Regions from separate parts of the Mus musculus genome. Here region 2 is linked to region 1. Evidence: chromatin contacts called from public promoter capture Hi-C data. All regions are on one chromosome and are shown on one strand. The core of a region is the stretch at or near the end of the contact, and the rest is flanking DNA. Distances in the headings are between cores, read along the strand shown.

Region 1 (2,537 bases), core at 27-2,526:
TGATTATGCTGGCTTGTTGTTGAGAATGGTTGAAACACATGTAAACTATGCAACCAGTCTTCCACTGTGTGTGTTGTATGTGCATGCAGAAGCCACATAGGCAGAAGGAAAACTGAGCTCATGGGAGGTCTCTTATACTCCAGAGGTATGTTAATGAGGATGAACTATAGAAAGTAAACTTGGGGGGCTGGTGAGATGGCTCAGTGGGTAAGAGCACTGACTGCTCTTCCAAAGGTCCTGAGTTCAAATCCCAGCAACCACATGGTGGCTCACAACCATCCGTAATGAGATCTGACACCCTCTTCTGGTACGTCTGAAGACAGCTACAGTGTACCTGAGCGAGCGAAGTGGACCAGAGCAAGTGGGGCTGATCAGAGTGAGCAAAGGTCCTAAAAATTCAGTTCCCAACAACCACATGAAGGCTCACAACCATCTGTACAGCTACAGTGCACCCATATACATAAAATAAATAATAATATTATTAAAAAAAAAAAAAAAAAGAAAGTAAGTAAACTTGGGCATGGCCGGCCTGGGAAGTAAAATTAAAACAAGATGCCTGACTGCAGGTATATAGTAAGGTTATTCTCATCCCGTGAAAGCAGAAATGAACTCATGCCTTCACCAGCAGGACAGGCAGACAGACAAAAAATGAACTTTCAGACTGGAGAGATGGCTCAGTGTTTAAGAGCACTCACTGATCTTGCAGAGAAGGTGGGTTCGATACCAGAACCCACACAATGGTTCAAAACATCTGTAACTTCAGTTCCAGCTGACAGCCCTTTCTGGCCTCTACTGGCACCAGTCACCCTGGTGCTGTACCCAGACATACCTACAGGCAAAACATCATAATAAATGGATTTTCACACTAGAGAGATAGCTCAGTGGTTAAGGGTACGGCACAGACTGCTCTTCATGGGAACCTGGGTTATATTCCCAATACCCAGGTCTAAGCTCACAGCCATCAGGTTCCAGAGGATCCAGCGCCCTCTCCTGGTTTCATAGGCACAAGGAACGCACGTGAAACATACATGCGCAGGCAGAATACGCTTACACGTAAAAAATTTTTAAATTAAAGCCTTTAAAAAAAATAAAGAAATGGACTTTCCTGAGGAAGATACGCTGTGTAAACAAGCTGCCGGCGCCGCAACAGATCTCTCTAGCCCACCAGGCGTGCAGCGCCAGACTGCAGGATCCGGAGGGCTGCCCTGCCGCGTGCCTGAAGGACCCCAAAGGACCCGTGGGCTATCTTGCTCAGTGCCTGGTGACCAGGAGGATTGGCGGGAGTACCAGGTGAACCCAGAACCCGGGCTCGCTTTGGAGACCGAATAACTGAGTCTGGTGTGGGCTTCGGCCTGTAGTAGAGAAGCCCAGGTTGTTCGGTTGTGTCCTAGAATACGAGGGCAATAGGAGGGTTGGGAGCCAAGACTTAGGGGGCGGCTGGGGAGGGAGGGAGACGAGTAGGAGGTGTGGCTGCAGAAGTGGAGTTGACGGGCCAGCGACCACGTGACTAGCGTGGGCGCTAAAGTAGTGGCTTCCTCAGTTGGCCAGGCAACTTGTAAAACGTGTAAATGTCTGATCGGTTGACAAAGTCAAGCCAGTTTCTTTGCTTGGCAGCACTTTCTTGTAAACCAATAACTAAGACAGCCCTAACCTAACTGGAACCACACCCTCTCTACAGATCGCCGGTCCTCCCAGGAGACCCCTTAGCAGCCTGGCCTTGGAATGGCTAGATCAGGTTCATGCACTGATTCATCCAGCTAAGATCTGTGGAAATCCAGGTATGTACTAGGCACCCTGCGGAGGGACTGAGGTGAAGATGGTGAGCAAAGCGGACTTGTGCTTTCATGAAGCTGTCCTTTATGTGGACTATGTAACCGAAGGAAGCATTGAGAAAGTATGACTGCAGACGTGAGCCGAGTGCAAATGGGCAAGTGGGAGATAAGCAGGGAGTGGAACTTGGGGGCTGGGGGGAGAGGATGGGAACACGTCCTTACACGAAGATAGTCAGGCCAGAAAGGCATGGGACTGAAAACACCTATGACACTGGAGCAGAAGAAGTAAGGTGCACCACATGAACCCAGAGGAGTGCCCAGGGACAGAAGTGCCAAAAAGGGCAGGTTAACGTCCCAGAGTCTGTGTGAGGACCTTTGTCTTCAAAAATCAGAATATCCTTTGGAGGGTTAAAGAGGAGTCTATATGATTAGCTTTCATTCCAGTAGCTGTAATGTTCTTTAGCACAGATTTGCAGAGTGGCGAGAGTAAAGTTTAGACACCATCACAGAGGGTGTCACAGAAGTCCAAGACAAAGGGGTAATGGTAATTATAAGGAAAAGATTTGTATGGACTTTTTTTTTCTGGTTTTGGTTTTTCGAGACAGGGTTTCTCTGTGTAGCCCTGGCTGTCCTGGAACTCACTCTGTAGACCAGGCTGGCCTCGAACTTAGAAGTCCACCTGCCTCTGCCTCCCAAGTGCTGGGATTAAAGGCGTGCTCCACCACTGCCCAACTTGTATGGACGTTTTTGTCCTTACAAATTTGT
Region 2 (2,537 bases), core at 19-2,518, 280 kb after region 1:
AATAATATATAATAAAATCAGGAAAGAGTTCTCCTGCCTGGAAATGTCAGACTCTGAGATTTAAGTATAAATTATAAGATGTAGTCAAGAGGTGCATGGCACATGGCGCTGGGGTCACTGCATTCCAAGAAACCGTTGCAAGGAAAATCATTAGAAAAGGTGTAATTTTACTCTGGCCAGTAGGTTGCATCCAAAAACAAGTTGAGACCTTGCAGCTGGACGGCAGCAGTTTATTTGCTACCATGCATGGCGAACACCCATGAACTGGGGGTTGTAAGGTGAACAGTCTCTGCATTGGAAAGCCGCAATTAAAAGACCAATATTGCTTACACAAGGACTATCTAGAAAGCACATAGACGCTGTACTCTTGGCTTGAGGATTCTGAAGACCCCTGGGAACTCCACTTCACTGCAAACAAAGGACCCACCATGCATTAGGTCTTCCCCTGCAAAATGGGACAAGTCACTACCAGCAAACAAAGAACACCTCACCCCTTAGCCTCCCCCACTGACAAGGTCGGTGCAAAAGGAGGCAAACCAGAAGAGTCAAAAATGCACCAAGGCCTCCCTTTAGAGGAACGGTCCTGACCCGCACAGTGGGAGGAGGGGCAGACAAAGGTCTCGGGCACTCCGGAGACTTCCTCCGGGCCCAGCCTGGGGAAAACCGAGCATCCCCTGAGGCGAAGGCGTCGTCGAGCCAATGAAGCCGCCTCTCTCGGCCTCCGCTGAGCCCCTGGCAGTGAGGCCCGCCCCGGCGGACCGGTCTGGCCCCCGCCCCGCCCCGGCTCCATGGCAACGGCAGGCCGAGGCCTGGCTGCCCACGGCTCGGCCCGGCCGGCTTCCCGGGCAGGCCTAGGATGCCCGGCCTGCTCCTCGGGCTCGCCAGCTCCTCCTTCCCACTCTCTGCCAGGCCGCTAGCCGGACTCGGGACCCCTCCTCGCGCCGACCACCCCCGACCGTGTCAGGCTGCTTCAAGGGGCGCGAAAGGGTAGAATAAAAAGCCCAATTCACCTGTTGTTACAGATGTGAAACAAGCCTCGGTGCACGGCGCATGAGCCGCGGGCCCCCCCAACTACGGCCGGACTACAACTCCCACCAGCGACGGCGCGGTCTCTTCCGGGTCCCGAGGCGGAAGTCCCACCTGCGGCCCCGGCTCTGTTCGGCCTGGCTCTCTGTGCGGGCTGCCGCTGCCTTGGGGCTCGCGATGGGTTCGGCTGCCTAGGTTGTCTCTAGTGTTCCTCAGCCCACAGCGCGAGACAGTCAGTCTGCGCCTGCACCCGGGCACTGGCTGGAGGGAGCGCGGCTGTAGCCCCAGACACAGGCGGGACTTCCGGCGGAGCGGCCGGGGACGCGCGTGGCCTGTGCCGTGGGAGCCGGCGAGAGCCGGCGGGAGCTGGGGACGGGTGACCATCTCAGGCTCATCTCTCCATCCCCAGCCGCAGCTCTGTGTCCGTCGCGCCTTTTCTCTCCTGCGTCTCCCCTTGGTCTTCTGCACTTTTAGGGAGGTGAGCGATTTTGCCTCACAGAGACATAAACCAGGCAAAGGACAGGGTAGCGCTTGCTGCTGGCTTCGGGGGGTTGTGGTGAGGGACGACTGCGAGTCTAGGCCACATCGACACTCAGGAGCGAGGGGAGGGGGTTTGCCTGTTTGTCCTCTGAACAGAGTGAAGCATGGGTTCAATGAAATCCGCCGTCGATAAAGGAAACTCAGTGGCGTTGGGCAGTAGTTCACAGCTGGGAAGACAATATTTGAGGATGTGCCCTTTCGTGATATTTGGAGAACTAATACAATAGCTCGTAATTTAAAACAGACGAAGAAAATTCTATGTGCATGTGTGTGGTACCAAGTGACATGGCATCAGATCCTTGGAAGCTGGAGTTACAGGCTGTTGTCGGCCAGCTGTTATCTTAGGTTTTTTATTGCTGAGGTAAAAATACCACTTCTCACCTTATAGGTGACAACCTGCCACTGAGTAATGTCATATCAGGAATGGAAACAAAAGACATGGAGGAACCCTTGCTTACTGCCTCATGGCTGATACAACAGCCCCAGAATTTACTATCTCCCCAGGGGAGGCACCCTCCCAAAACCTCCACCCTGCCTAAAAGCCAGATTGGTGGGGGCAGTTTCTCAATTGTGGTTCTCTCTACCCAAATGACTATAGCTTGTGTCAAATCAACCAAAACACACACAACAACAAAACTACTAATCAGGCAAGTGTTCATAACCACTGAACCATATCTCCAGTCCGTTTTCCTATGCTATTTTTTGTGCAGCCATTTAAATGTATTGTTAGCTGTGTGCCACAGCACAGGTGACTTCAGCTGGTCCGAAGCTGGAGCAAGACAACTGGGAATTAGAAGCCAACCAGGATTGCATAGCAAGAAATGCTTCTAAACCTAGCATTCTGGAGACAGAGACATGCAGATCTCTGATCTGAAGAGTTCCAGGCCAGTCAGCGCAACATAGACCCTGTTTCAAATGAAGACGGAAAGAAAAGGAAGGAAGGAAAGTATACTAGTTGCTATTTTCCTGCT

Evidence for each region. Capture Hi-C pulls out chosen DNA fragments and counts their contacts.
Region 2: a contact with region 1 is called in a promoter capture Hi-C map of adipose tissue. The contact joins the promoter of Dhx30 here to the promoter of Nme6 in region 1. A contact is called at or near these places in 5 of 39 promoter capture datasets (hippocampal neurons, liver, maxillary cranial neural crest and 2 more), 1 of 115 datasets of contacts at active chromatin or transcription factors (embryonic stem cells) and 2 of 9 other capture datasets (adipose tissue and liver).

Annotation. Positions count from the first base shown.
Region 1 is chr9:109,831,518-109,834,054 of GRCm38.p6, forward strand. It overlaps Nme6 (NME/NM23 nucleoside diphosphate kinase 6), which reads left to right and starts at 1,277. Exons shown (of 7, transcript NM_018757.1): 1 at 1,277-1,290; 2 at 1,679-1,778.
Region 2 is chr9:110,116,348-110,118,884 of GRCm38.p6, forward strand. Dhx30 (DEAH (Asp-Glu-Ala-His) box polypeptide 30) reads right to left here and starts at 1,269. Exons shown (of 23, transcript NM_001252682.1): 1 at 1,011-1,269. It also overlaps Gm10615.